Linked DNA regions of Rattus norvegicus: region 1 is linked to region 2. The links are chromatin contacts, called in public Hi-C maps. All regions are on one chromosome and are shown on one strand. The core of a region is the stretch at or near the end of the contact, and the rest is flanking DNA. Distances in the headings are between cores, read along the strand shown. Region 1 has its middle 9.0 kb from the start of Cyb5r3. Region 2 has its middle 24 kb from the start of Nfam1.

Region 1 (7,634 bases), core at 4,392-6,891, 140 kb after region 2:
TCTCACAGATTGTTCGGGGTATACTTACAATAAAGAAGTCCTAGGCCTTCAGATGTTGTTTATCTGGTATCAGGTAAGATTAAATCGAAATTTCAGGCAAGCAATGACTGCTGAACTAATATATGGGGCAGGTTCTACTGAACATAGGACGTGGGCCAAGGGTTGCCAGGACGATGAGACAGGCAAGTGATGCTGGAAGTTAGTGAAGCCTTGAACACCAGGGTGTTCTGAGAGCAGCTACTAGCCTTGGGCAGCGGGAACTTGAACTTAGAGGGTCACAGACAGACCATACTATAAAGTACTCTGTGATCCAGGCATGGGGTACACATCTCAGAACTCGGCACCCAGGAGGTAGAAGATGGAGAATTAGGAGTTCAAGATCATCTCTGGCTACATAATGAGCCCAAGGCCAACCTGAGACCCTATCTCAGGTGCTCGGACACACACACACACACACACACACACACACACACACACACACACAGACACATACACACACATACACACAGAGAGACACACATACACACAGAGAGACACACATGCACACACACGAACATACACACTCACACACACATGCACACGCATGCACACACACACACGCATATGCGCGCACACATGCACACACCCTCCCAAACCCATGCCACAAGAAAGCACAAGAGTCCCTGTGACTCTGGGGTAGGCCGAGTAAGGTAAGAGACCAGGGACTAATGAGAGAGCACCTTCAGTGACTACGAGATTCTGGCCCTTGGTCAGAAAATAAGAGAACATCTGAACTCTCAGGCCTGAGGCTCCCCAGCTAGGAAGACCAGGCACAGAGGCACTGGATTGAGCAAGATGTTGGACGGTGACCTGGTGTGAGAGAGTTATGATTAGAGGGACTGTAAGAGAGGATACAGAAAGCCCAGGAAACATTTGAGTTCAGCTGTGGAATAAAAAGACCAGGTGAGACCCTGGAGAGATGTTGTAATGGGTTTTAGCTCAGATTACCAATGTCATTTGTGGGGTTGGGGATTTAGCTCAGTGGTAGAGCGCTTGCCTAGGAAGCACAAGGCCCTGGGTTTGGTCCTCAACTCCAGGGGAAAAAAAAGACAAAATAACAACAGCAGCAACAACAACAACAACAACAAAAAAAAAAAAACAACAAAAAAACAAAAAAACAGCATCATTCCTGTTTCAGGAAGCCCCCAGGGATCCCTGGGGATTAAGGAGGGGTGGGGAAAATAAGTTTCTCCTAGGAGGGGAAGCAAGAACTAGATACACAGACACACCACTCTTCTAGCTAGATCCCTGCAGGGCCTGTGAAATGGTCTGCTGTGCTCTAAGAACATAATCCCTGGATTCTTACAGTGTGGAGAAGATTAAGTTACGAAGTTTTTAAAAAGGAAAGAAAGAGTTGGGGATGTTCCAGGAAAACGAAAGGTAAACGCAGGCCCAGGGGAAATACAAGTACCTTTCTGTTGGGTATTCGTAGGGAGGGGGAGCTGGGGTGATGAGTTTATCTCTGATCTCACCAAAGCCACCCCTGAAGCCTCTCTTGAAGTCCCACAATCCAGATCCATCCTTGAGCAATCTCTAAGCAAGCAGGGCTGGTCCTGTTGAAACAGGCATTGGCGCCCATGCATGGTGTGGTAATCCTCTCAGGATGTTGTTGAAGTCTACTGAATAGCTCCCAGCCAGGAGGATCGTTATTACTTTGGGAGCAAGAAGAACCCCCCCCCCCCAGAGCAACTAAACCCCTTACCCAGAGCTTCCTGTCTCATCTCACAGAGCCAAGGCTGTGGGTCGATACAGAATTTTGCCCAAGGCCACACGGGCAGACAAGAGTGAAGCTAGAGTCCTCACCTGTGATCTACTTCCTTAGGAGACTGGCTCCCACACCACCTCCTTTCTCTGGAATGAGATGCTTGCCTTCCTTCTTTAATGTCTTCCTGGAATGTCAGGGTGGCCAAGGTGGTTGAAGTGGTGTCACTCCACCCATAATGCCAGAAATGTCCACATCTTAGCTGTGGACCATGACCAAAATCTTGACCTTGCGTAAATCACTCCTCTCTCCCAGCCTCAATTTCTTCAGCCTTAAACTGAGGGATTATCTTTAGATGGTGCATGTACTTGGGAGGTGGAGGCAAGAATATCTATCAGTTCCAAATAGCAAGTTTGAGGGGCTGGAGAGATGGCTCAGTGGTTAGGAGCACTGGCTGCTCTTCCAGAGGTCCTGAGTTCAAATCCCAGTAACCACATGGTGGCTCACAGCCATCTTTAACTCAGACACCTGTGAGGGCACTGAAAACACATGGGACATGGACATACAAAGTAGTATGCTTGGCAGAGATTGGGGAGAACTTTTATGCCAGGAATCATTTGGAGTTTTTGTTTGTAAAGATTTATTTACCTATTATATATGAGTGCACTGTAGCTGTCTTCAGACACACCAGAAGAGGGCATCAGATCCCATTACAGATGGTTGTGAACCACCATGTGGTTGCTGGGATTTGAACTCAGGACCTCTGGAAGAGCAGTCAGTGCTCTTAACCACTGAGCCAAGTCTCCAGCCCCAGAGATCATTTGTTAACCCCAAAAGACCACCAAGGAGACAACTAAGATGCAATGGCGGTAGGGTCTTTATTTAAGGTCTGACACAGCGGGGTGTTGGGGATTTAGCTCAGTGGTAGAGCGCTTGCCTAGCAAGCTCAAGGCCCCGGGTTCGGTCCCCAGCTCCGAAAAAAAGAAAAGGAAAAAAAAGATTTATTTATTTATTATATATGAGTACACTGTAGCTGTCTTCAGACACACCAGAAGAGAGCATTGGATATCTTTACAGATAGTTGTGAGCCACCATGTGGTTGCTGCGAATTGAACTCAGGACCTCTGGAAGAGCAGTTGTCGCTCTTAACCGCTGAGCCTGAGCCGTCTCTCCAGCCCAAGAGGAGGACTTTCTTTCTTTTCTTTTCTTTTTTTTTTTTTTTTTTGGTTCTTTTTTTCGGAGCTGGGACCGAACCCAGGGCCTTGCGCTTCCTAGGCAAGCGCTCTGCCACTGAGCCAAATCCCCAACCCCAGAGGAGGACTTTCTAAGGTGAGCACTGGAACAGAGGCTGGAGGGAGGTGTGGGAACAACTCTAGCAGATAACTGGGGAAGAGTGGTCCTGGCCATAAGAAGAGAACCTTTGGAGCTGGTGAGTTGGCTCAGCGGTTAAGAGCACGGGTTGCTGGGGTTCGACTCCCAGCACTGACATGGCAACTCACGATTGTCTGTAACTCCAAGATCTGACACTCTCACACAGACATACATGCAGACAGAACACCAATGTACATAAAATAAAAAGAAATCTTATTCTTAAAAAAGGAGGCTGGAGGGGTTGGGGATTTAGCTCAGTGGTAGAGCGCTTACCTAGGAAGCGCAAGGCCCTGGGTTTGGTCCCCAGCTCCAAAAAAAAGAACCAAAAAAAAAAAAAAAAAAAAAAAAGGAGGCTGGAGAGACGTCTCAGCGGTTAAGAGCACTGATTGTTCTTCCAGAGGTCCTGAGTTCAAGTTCCAGCAACCACATGGTGGCTCCTAACCATCTGTAATGGGATCCCATACCCTTTTCTGGTGTGCCTGAGGACAGCGACAGTGTACTCACATACATAAAATAGATCATCATCATCATAATAACCTGTTTTTGTCACTTTGAATTTTTATATTTGCAAAGGTCTTATGCTCCCAGCAAGCACTCTCACTCTTAGGGAGATACCAAAGGTCACCAAAGATTTGGCAAGGTGGCACATGCCTTTAATCCCAGCACCTGGGAGGCATATGCAGGCAGATCTGTAAGTTTCGAGACCAGCCTGGTCTACAGAACGAGTTCCAGAACAGCCAGGGCTACATAAAGAAACCCTGTCTTGGGGCTGGAGAGATGGCTCAGCGGTTAAGAGCGCCCGACTGCTCTTCCAGAGGTCATGAGTTCAATTTCCAGCAACCACATGGTGGCTCACAACCATCTGTAAAGAGATCTGATGCCCTCTTCTGGTGTATCTGAAGACAGCTACAGTGTACTTATATATAATAAATAAATAAATCTTTTAAAAAAAAAAAAGAAACCCTGTCTTGAAAAGTCAAAAAAAAAAAAAAAAAAAAAAAAAAGCTCAGAAGACATTACATTGGACTCGGTGTTTCCGTTAAAGCATCTGTTCAGGGCTTCCCATATGTGATGGATGTTGTAACTCACAGCGATAGGCTGTGGATTACAACTGGGGAAACTGAAGGAGATGGCACCAAGTTTTGCCACGCAACTGGAGGGGAGCTAGAGGAGACAGGAAGCCAGGTTGGCAGAATTGAGCCCCTGCAACTGGCCTAGCAGGAGGAAGCTATTCTAAAAGAGACACTGGTGTTCCCCTCCCACCACCAGGCGGTTGAGAGAACGGTCCTCAAGGAATTGAAATTTCCCCCCAGAAATCTCCTGGCAGGGGAGGGAAAGGATGAAGCCTGGTACCAGCCCGAGGAGGAGCTTGTCTCCCAGAAAGAGATTCCACAGTTCTGATGTTTGTCAGACCACCTCCCAGGAAAGACTGATGGGCAGGGCCACACCTCTACCTGCTTGTTCTGGCTAAATCTCACATCAGGACCAGGAGATGGTGAATATGCGGTGGGGGTGGGAGGTGTCACTGTATTGCTGGAAAAAAACCAAGGTCCTTTTTTGGGGGTTCTTAGTCTCATTGTTAAAAGAATTTACCAACAGACTCCAAAGGAAGCTCAAGGACAATTTTATTAGAGATTAAGAGGAAAACAAGGCAGGCAAGCAGTAAGTCTCAGCAGGGACCAGAAGGAAAATGGAGAACACTGCACTGACTTTGATGGAGATTGAAAGGCAGCCACATAGCAACAGGAGAAGGGGGCTTCAGAGAGAGCTCGGAAGAGCCCAAAGCACCTTGGAAAACACTCTCCGGCCAGTATCCAGAAGAAAGAGAAGTATATAAGAGGAAAAAAAAAAAAGGAACGATTCCACTTTTCTGAGCAACTCAAAAAGTGGAAAAGAAATAAGGCGGAAATTCGGCCAGTGGCTAGAAGCGGCGGCCTAAGAGAAGGGACTTCTGGGCGGGGCCAAGCAGTGGTGGGGCGAGGAGTGTATTATCTCCTGGCGGCGAATCATTAGCTCTGGGAGGAGCTGGGAGCCCCTCTTAGGTTGCTTAGAATGCCTGGTCTCCACCAGGGATAGAAATGGGACTTAGAACAAAGTCCAGATCACTCTACCCTTGTATGAACGCCATAAAAAGCCTTATACTATAAGGTAATTTAAATGTCAAGGGACGGCAAAGCCGATGTCAACATTTCTAGCGCTACCAGGGAAACAGGAGGTTCTGGAGTTACTATAGCAACTGGACCTCTTTGTCAGTAGTCCCTCTTCTCGCTGACCTCATTGAAATAGTCGCCTTTCTCCGCTATTCTTTGCCACTTTGTTACAGCTGCCGAGACAAATGACCCTAAAACCCCAGCTTCTGAGTCTCTGTCTCTCTTTGTCTTTCCCTCCCTCGCCCTCCCCGCCTTTTGAGACAGGATCTTCCTATAGAGCAGGCTGTCCTGGAACTCAGCGATCTCCTGCCTCTGCTTCTCAAGTGCTGGGACTAAAGGCATGCTCAGCCACGCTGAGCTCCTAGCCACATTCTTAACAGGGTGTGGCTCTGGTAGACAGAACCCTAATTCAAACTAGCTGCGTAGGAAGGTCGTGGGATGGCTCATCAACTGGAAGGAGAATCCTTGGGAGGGGGCCAGGGTCCCTCTTTCTCCTCTCCCTCTCTGAGTAGGGAGCCCCAGCTCTTCCACCAACATGGGCATCTTCCCACCTGGGTCCTGCCATAATTTGGGTCAGGGAAGCGAATAAGGGGGGGGGGGGGAGATCTGCAGGAAAAACTCTGATTGGTCTGTTTTGTCACGTGTCCATCTTGGGCCATATCAATGGTGCCTAGAAGTTGGCATCCTTAACTGGCTCCGTTTAGGTCAGGTGATCGTTCTTCATTAGTGGGGGTGGGGTTAAGAGGGAGATCCAGAAACTCCCTGGGACCAAGGTAGTGGGGCCTGTGGGCCTGGAATGTCTGCAGAAGGACCTGTATAGCCAGGGCCACCGAGGAGGGAGAAAGGCTAGAAAGGAAATCACTACTACTGGGTTCTGGGTTCTCCTTTAGCAGGCTGTGTGACTTTGAGCCATGGAGAGATGGGCAGAAGCTTAGAAGCCTGAGAGACAGAAAGAGAGACAGAGGAGGGTGAGGGGAGGAGGAGAGAGGGAGAGGAGTAAACAAAGTTTTGATTTTCTGCGAATAGAAAGAGACCCGGAAGTGCAGCCGGCAGTGGCGGCTTTGGCTCAGGTCACAATCTCAGATGCTGATCTTCAGTCTGGGGTTTGTGCTTGCCCTGTTTCTCTCCTGCCCTTTCCCTTGCTTACATTGGCAAAATGCTGAACAGCCTAGCTGGGAGCAGACTCCCTTGCGCACCCTGGGAAGGGCTCTGAGAGCTCAGCATCATTTTCACCCAGGGAAGGCTTGTAGGTCTGAGAGACCCCTCTTCACACTTAGGATGCTTTTGGGCAGCTAGAGAAGACACTAGGAATGAACAGTCCTGGGTTTCGTGACTGTACAGGGCTCAGCAACAGGTAAGGGAACGCCTTACCTGAGAGGGGCTTTCCAGGTAAACTAGGACCCAGAGAAAGGAGGATGGCTGGGAATTGCTTAACTTAAAGCACTCCTCTCTAATTTGCATATAGATACTTGAAGTGAGCCCCAGCAGAAACTGTAGAGGATGAGTGAACCACAGCCATGTGCCCCTCACGTAGAAACTCCTGAGACAGAACTAACTGCACCAAGTTGAGATCAGCCTGATACTGGAGGCTGCTACTTAGAAAACAGGGGCTGTTTGTTTCTTCGTGTAAAATCCATGCTCAGCACACAAATGAAACCTCTTGCAGTCCTCATACCAACTCTAGGAGGTGGTGGGAAAGCCTACATCCTAGGCTTCTCTGCCTTAGGTGAGAGGGACAGAGAGAGAGAGAGAGAGAGAGAGAGAGAGAGAGAGAGAGAGAGAGAGAGAGACAGAGAGATCCCTCGAGGGAGGAGCCTGCTCAATTTACACAGCCTCACAGCAATCACCAGCTGACACCCCCATTTATTTATTTATGTATTTATTCATTCCCTCCCTCTGCCCCTCCTCCCCCCTCCTCATCTTCCTCTTCCTCTTCTTGGTTTTCAAGACAGGCTTTCTGTGTCCTGGAACTCACTCTGTAGATTAGGCTGGCCTCAAATTCATAGATCCACCTGCCTCTGCCTCCTGAGAGCTGGGATTAAAGGTGTGTGCCACACCGTACCTATTTAATGTTCTTACGTGTGGCTATACACACTAGCTTCTTCTACAGCACAGCCTATGGAGTCACAAATCCACCATAATCATTCCCAGTTTTTCAGGCAGGGAAACCGAGTCAAGGAGAGGCCAGGTACTAGGGTGACACCCTATTTCTTTCTTTTTTAACATTTATTTATTTTATGTATATGAGTGCACTGTAGCTGTCTTCAAACACACTAATAAAGGACACTGGATCCCATTACAGATGGTCATGAGCCACCATGTGTTTGCTGGGAATTGAACTTAGGACCTCTGGATGAGCAGTCAGTGCTCTT
Region 2 (7,558 bases), core at 769-3,268:
AGTATATAGGTGTGCAGAAATTATCGATCGTGGCTTCCACCTCTCCAGGACTGAGCCCAGAGACTGCGGCTCCCTGCAGAGACCTCTCCAGAGATTTACTAACCCCCCTCCTCCTCCCTGGTGCTGTGCTTAATAAACCAGCTGGGTTTCCCAGCTGCTGGTGGTCCACCAGAGTGCACAGCCCACATGGTTCTTGCTTTTCTGTGAGCGTGTATATCAGTCTTTTTAGTTCCCCATTGTCCCAGCCGGGGCAACCCCAAAGCCGAGGAGGTCTTGGCATGAATATAAAATCAGACAGCATCTGCATAAACCCTGCCATCCTAAATTTAATCTGGAAAACAAGCATAAATTCATATGGTTTCTCTGTCTCTGTCTCTCTGCCTCTCTGTCTCTGTTTCTCTCTGTGTATGTCTGTCTGTATGTGTCTGTGCTGTCTATCTGTCTTTTTCTTTTTCTTTTCTTTTTTTTTTTTTGAGACAGTCTCATGTGGCCCAAACTGGCTCCCATTCACTATAGACCCAAAGATAAATTTGAACTCTAAAAAAAAATTGTGTTACTTTAATTATATGCAGCAATGTATGTCTGCACGTGGGAATGAGTGTGTAATTTGTCAGGCTTGGTGGTAAGTGCCTTTACCCACTGACCCGTCCTACTGACTCCACCCGATGTCTCCTAATATGTCTGCCTAAATCAAGGACATAGCGGTTCCACACGCAGATCTGAACTTACTGTGGGTTTCATGTGGAATCAGTTCTTGAGTATTAAAGGCCCTGACTTTGCCTCTTTCTGTGTCTACTCTACTAAGACCCAAAAGAAGGAGAACCATTCCCAGTGTGAGACTGGATCAAAATTCAAGTTCAAAAGCGTATGGGCCAGAACTGGGACCTGGCAGAAGCTGAGCGGCTCCATCCAGATCATCCTCAGCCCCACAGTGAGTTCAAGGTCACCCTAGACTACAGGAGCATTTGTCTCAATAAACACACACGCCCGAGCTAACCAGAAAACCAAAGCCATGGCTGACATCTGTGCTGCTGAGCCTGAACTGGATGCTAAAGACCTCTCAGAAGAACTCCGACTGGGGCTGTGCTTTTTCCGGCCCAGGATGGGCGCGAGGATGCGTGGGCACGTGGGCATTTCTGCCCCTGACTCTGTTTCATTGTCGTATGGGCAGAAGTGTGTACAAAGCAGCCCCAAACTGCTCCTGCTGTGCTGAAAATGAAAGCAAGCAGTATACTCCGCACTACTTTTTTTTTTTTTTTTTTTTGTGGCGGGAGGGAAGGGGGAGGGGAACAGGAGAAAGGAGGGGGATAGGGGAAGGGAGGGGGAGAAGGATGATGGAGAAGGAGAAGGGAGAGAGAATGAGAGTCTGTGAAGGACAAAAAACTTTCAGGAATCAATTCTCTCCTCCTCATGAGGGAGGGCTCAAATTTAGGTCCTCTGGGTCGGCATGGGCAGCAAGACCCTGTGTCCATTGAGCCATTTCGCCAGTCCCTAGACCACTGCCGCTTCCCTCTCTCGCTGGTATCCTCTTTCCTTTTTAAAGCCATTCTACTTACATATCAAGTAGAAATGTAGTTTTGTAAAGGGACCAGTCTTCTCTTTCAAGCCAAATGAGGGTGCTCCCCCCACGCCCTCTCCGCTGCCCCTCCTCTCATCTCAGGGCTCTTGCTCTAGGGCTCTAGGAGGCCGGATCTGTTCAGCAGCTCTGATTGATAACACAAATCACCCCGGAGGCTCTGAGGAAGGAACTCGGATGTCAGCTGGAGGTGCAGTGGGAGCCGCGGCCCTGCCCCCACATCGTTTATTCATTCACCGCATGGCAAGCTCCGAAGGGCCGGAGCAATTCCATCAGCTCTCAGAATTGGCACACGGCGAGCCTCCTCTCCCCGGACCACCGCGCTGCCATAAATAGACACCACGTGGCCTCCTTTTATGATAAGGTTAGGGGGAAACGAGTGCGTGGGGAGAGGCCGGCGGGAGAGTGGCAGCTCCGAGTCACAAGGATAAAGCCTGCGCAGCATCGCTCCTCTCGCCTGGGGCGGGATCAGAAGCGGGAGCCGAGTGGCAGCCGCTGGGCTCCCCAGGCGCTTCCTTTGGTGGTTCCCTGACTCCCAGCAGCGGTTCCTGCCCTCAGCCATCTTCATCACTCCTGCTGGGGCTGCAGACGCCCTGCCTTGCCAGGCGTTGTGGCTCCCCCGGCTCATTTTCTGATAGAGCTGTCAGTTTTTATTGCTGATAGGAGAAATCATTTTCTCTCTTAGCTGAATGTTAATTGGCCTTTTCCTCTCTCATTCAGTGAGAACATGTAGTCCCCTTGTCTATTCATCACCGTACCCCCCGTGCCCCCCCAAGGTAGAAGAAGCATTCTAGAAAGACAAGGACAGTGGTTCTTGCTAAATTACTAATTGTTAATTCAGAGGTTAAGAAGAAGCTACAGGAGAGTGGAAGGAAGGGGTGGGGGAGCTATAACCACACTTTTGAAGTCTCCAGGAGCCTACTGTGTACTATATATGTTCTCATTGGCTATAGAGGGCCCAAGGATCAATAGGGGGGATGGGTAAAGTCAAATGCGGAGGGGCCAGGTACTAAGCCAGCTCCTGATGCTTCAGAGATGACAAAGACTAGTCAGAGACAACCTGACAAACTGATGGGTCAGTACGTTGTGACTGGAGCAGCGGCAGAAATAGGTAGTCAGAGAAACTTGCCAGTAAGGACAAAGTTAGAAACTCAGACTCGAAAACACCCAGGAACTGGCTGGGAGGAGGCTGTAGTCCGGATGTCCCAGTTAGGAAAGGTGGTGCAAGTCATAGATGCGGCAAAACAGGGCAGCATACTGGACACGTCAGAGTAGGGTTGTTGCCCCGTTCCTATAATTCTCCTATTCTTTTTTTTTTTTTTCCGGAGCTGGGGACCGAACCCAGGGCCTTGCGGTTGCTAGGCAAGCGCTCTACCACTGAGCCAAATCCCCAACCCCAATTCTCCTATTCTTAAAAAGTAAACTGGTGGGGCTTGGCGGTTGAAAATTCGGAGTGCTTTCGCAGAGGACCATTTGATTCTCGGCACCCACATGGCTTCCAACCACCTGTAACTCCCATTCCAGGGGCTCTGACGCCCTCTTCTGGCCTCTGTTAGTACTGTATGCATGTGGCGTATAAACATGCACGCAGGCAAAATACCCATACACATAATTTTTAAAAATTAAGCGAACAATGGGCTGGAGAGATGGCTCAGTGGTTAAGAGCACTGCTCTTACAGAGGTCCTGAGTTCAAATCCCCGTAACCGCATGGTAGCTCACAACCATCTGCAGTGAGATCCAATGCCCTCTTCTGGTGTGTCTGAGGACAGCCACAGTGTACTCATATATAATAAATAAATAAATCTTTAAAATTAAGTAAACAAACCAGGGGTGGCAATACCTGTAATCCTATTGTTTGGGAGACTAAGCCTGAATGACAAGTCTGAGGCCAATCTGGCCTACATAGTGAGACTCCCCTTCTCATAAAGGAAAGGAAATGGGGGTGGGAGGATAACCTTATGAAGATTTAACTGACAGACTGTAAAACGTGTCTACTTAAAGTATACAACTCAATGTTTTTAGCACTTTTACAAAGCTGTGTACCCACAGCTAACTCCAGAACATTCTATAGGGAAGTTTTCTGAACTCGGCTTTGTTAACGACAGGGCTCCCAATGAAATGGTGCTGTCTCTTGTCAGTTTGACAGCAGAGCCAAGCGATGGTTTGGAGGGGAGTGAGCCAAGGACAGGAGCCATAGCACAGCAGGGAGTGTGAGCAGGACCAAAGATTTGTGTGGCAACAGGGGGGACATTTACTTATCTCTTATATTCTTCCTTGCCAAAAAAAAAAAAAAAAAACCAAAACTGGGCTAGGTCCGTTCAAGCTATTTTTGCTGGCTGGCTTTTTTAGTAACAGCCATACAAATCAGTGTGATAGATTATGTTGCCTCTTTGCAACGAGAGAGAGAGAGAGAGAGAGAGAGAGAGAGAGAGAGAGAGAGCAAAAAAGAAAGATAGAAAAATTGACAGAGGCTACAATGCAGAAAAATGAAGGATTCTGGGCTGGAGAGATGGCTCAGTGGTTAAGAGCACTGACTGCTCTTCCAGAGGTCCTGAGTTCAATTCCCAGCAACCACATGGTGGCTCACAACCATCTGTAATGGGATCCGATGCCTCTTTCTGGCGTGTCTTAAGACAGCGGCAGTGTACTCATAGAAATAAATAAATGAATCATTAAAAAGATGGCAGGATTCTGAAGTTTCTACAAAATGGGAACAGCCCAGCGCACTGACCTTCAGTTTAACACAGCAAAACCCACTTTGGTACCTCTGGCTCTGCCAAGGTAGCTCTCTGACCTCGGAAGCTCTGCAGGGCACCAATCAGACTGACAGTGTAATGGGGTTGGGGGCGGGGAGCCCGGGGTCTGGAGCAGGTTTGTCTCTGTGTAGTGCAGGCAGGAGATCCATTCAAGTTCAAGGCCCTTAGTTAGGGAAAGGGTTGGGAGCTGTGTGAACCCTGCAGCATCCTTGGGGACACAGGCATCTGGTGTCAGCACGATGCTCACACCAGTCTATGCTTATTTTATGTGTGTGGGTGTTTTGCCTCTATGTCTGGTTTTTTTGTTTGTTTGTTTGTTTGTTTGTTTTTCGGAGCTGGGGACCGAACTCAGGGCCTTGCGCATGCTAGGCAAGCGCTCTACCACTGAGCTAAATCCCCAACCCCGACCTCTATATCTGTCTGCTCAACACATGCGTTAGGTGCCCAAGGAGGCCAGAAGGGGTGTGAGATGTCCTGGAACTGCAGTTCCGATGCTGTGAGCTGCCATGCAGGTGCTAGGAACCAAACTGGAAGAGCAGCCAGTGCTTTATCCACTAAACCACTCTCCAAACCTCTCTCTCTCTCTCTCTCTCTCTCTCTCTCTCTCTCTCTCTCTCTCTCTCTCTCTCTCTCTCTCTCTCATTGTAATCAGGAAAGAAAACCCCAAACCAACCTTCATAGTAAACGGGATGTAGACAAAAATCTCTGACTACACTCATGTGAACTCTCCACCTCACCACACAATGCCACAGAAGTACCAGGTAAAGGAAAAAATTAGCCGGATAAGATAGAAACAAACAAATAAATAAATAAATAGCCTGTCAGTGCATGGCTGAGTTAGCCAGCAAGAAAAAAAAAAAATGGCATCCCAAGGGACCAGAAACAAAGACGGGGAAAATCAGAGGGATGATCACGTGATACAGGCCCCACAGTGCCTTGGGGGAAGGATGTAAAGAGGAGAGAAGAGAATCAGAGGCAGTTACTCGGGGCCTTGGTTCCAGAATCTGTGTTAAGACTGGAAACAAGATCTTGGGCTGATGGGAGGGAAAGAGCTGAAAGTACGCCTCTTTGCAAAGCTAGACTCCTATGAGAGCCAATCTCTCAGCAAAGAGTAAGCTAGGGGAAAAAAAGAATCCTTCCCCCACCCCCCACCCCCCTACCCCCCACCCCCGGCATAGAATGATAAGGGGGAAGCTTGATTATCATGGCACAGGCAGAGAGCAGTGAGGAGTTTAAAAAGAAAAAAACACCCCCGAATCCAAACCTTAGCTCAAGCTTTGTGGGGGCACGTAAGGTCCAAACGTGTGCTCCGTGTATGTCCTGGGATTGTAAGCCAAGAGAAGAAAAGGCTATCAGGCAGGCGATAGCCCTGGGCCGCCTGGTTCAGCAGACGGAATGGGCTCTGACGAACACGGTCAGCTCCCGGCAGCAGGAGATGCCCACAGGGAAGCGGGTTATCCCCAACCATGTGCTTTATAATATCAAATCCGCATTCAGCGGTCATCTTAACCGTCAATAGAGCCCAAATAAAGGCTACAGACTCGGAACTGTGAGACGCCAGAACAGCGGGCTGAAGGGACATAAAGGAGGACTATTTACAGCGACTAAAAACCCAGATAAAAGATTCACACATCCGAGAGAAGAACAGCACACAGTAGGCAAGATGGCTCGGCTGGTGAGGGCACTACAGCCCAGCATCAGCACCCAAGTTCGCTCATGCCAGAAGGAGAAATATCAACAACACACGCTGGGCAGTGACGGCACACGCCTCTGATCCCAGCACTCAGGAGGCAGAGGGAGAGGGGTCTCGGATTTCGAAGACAGCCTGGTCTATAGAGTGAGTTCCAGGGCAGCCAGAGCTACACAGAGAAACCCTGTCTTGAAAAACCCAGAAGCGGGGGTGGTGGTGGGGGAGAATAACACATTATTAAATGAGAATAAACACACTTGTTGGTTGGGCTTTTGGTTTTTTCATTTATTTGGTTTGGGATTTTGGAGACATAGTCTCATTGTGAATCTCTGACTGGCCTAGAACTATGTAGACCAGGCTGGCCTCATACTGCCTGCCTCTGCCTCCTGAGTGCTGGGGTTAAAGGCGTGTACCACCATATCCAGCACTCCACCCCATCCCCCCCTTTTTTTTCTTTTCTTTCTTTTTTTTTTTTTTTTCCTTTTTCTTTTTTTCGGAGCTGGGGACCGAACCCAGGGCCTTGCATTTGCTAGGCAAGCGCTCTACCACTGAGCTAAATCCCCAACCCCAATCCCACCCCCCTTTTTTGAGGCAGTATTTATTTACTATGTATACAGCTTTTGGTCTGCATGTCAGAAGAGGGTACCAGATCCCATTACAGATGGTTGTGAGCCACCATGTGGTTGCTGGGAATTGAACTTGGGACCTCTGGAAAGGCAGTCAGTGCTCTTAACCACTGAGCCCTCTCTCCATCCCTGAGGCGGTATCTTTGTACGTCAGTCTTTGTACAGGCCAGTCTGACACTCATCTTGTAACCCAAATGGGTCTCAAACTGACGGTCCTCCTGCCTCAGCCTCCCCAGTGCTGCCATCACAGACATGAGCCACTGCACTTGGTTGAGATTAGAACAGTGTTAACATGTAAAATGCTGTAGTGTCTGAGATTCTGAAATCTCACAATACTCCTGGGGAGGAGTTTTGGGAGGGGTGATGGGTTAGCAGGATTTGTGTGGGTCTGGCTATCTCAAGTGATTGACAAGCATCTAGATATTTAGCCTTCATTCTAATTCTATACACACTTGAGAATTCTTATAACAAAACCAGAAGACAAACCAAAAAAGGCCTCAATAGAACTTCTAGAAACAAACATTTAAATAATCCGATTTTCGATTCAGGACAGGCTGCCTGGTGCACTGGACACGGGTGAAGGGTGAATCGTGAACAGAAGAATACAAAACAAATCCACAATATAAAGTATGGAGATAAAGATTTTCCCTTTTTTAGAAACTTTTGTATCCGTCCTTTGTGAATTTCCCATCATGCGCCCTGGTCCCACTTATTTCCCCGTCCCTCTGTATCCGCCCTCTGCCCTCTGCCCTTGCAAACTCCCTCCCAAAAGAAAAATTAAAAATTATAAACATACAAAAACATCTTGTTGTGGAAGCTGTGGTGTGTCACAGTGTGTCACTCGTATGCCCTTTTGTCCACACTTCTTTACTTGCAAATGTTCATCTCAGAGAGTCGTTGGTCTGGTTC

Evidence for each region. Hi-C and Micro-C count contacts between places; a contact is called where the count stands out from the background.
Region 1: a contact with region 2 is called in a Hi-C map of frontal cortex, with 1.5 times the contacts expected there. The contact joins two enhancer-like sites. A contact is called at or near these places in 2 of 12 Hi-C or Micro-C datasets (frontal cortex and mammary epithelial cells).

The regions. Positions count from the first base shown.
Region 1 is chr7:116,209,475-116,217,108 of GRCr8, forward strand. No RefSeq gene overlaps it. Among named protein-coding and RNA genes, the nearest start is that of Cyb5r3, 9.0 kb to the left of the region's middle. Within about 2 kb of position 5,642, at least 47 of the 93 cell types and tissues checked have an H3K27ac peak or open chromatin away from gene starts, as enhancers often do.
Region 2 is chr7:116,075,688-116,083,245 of GRCr8, forward strand. No RefSeq gene overlaps it. Among named protein-coding and RNA genes, the nearest start is that of Nfam1, 24 kb to the left of the region's middle. Within about 2 kb of position 2,019, at least 45 of the 93 cell types and tissues checked have an H3K27ac peak or open chromatin away from gene starts, as enhancers often do.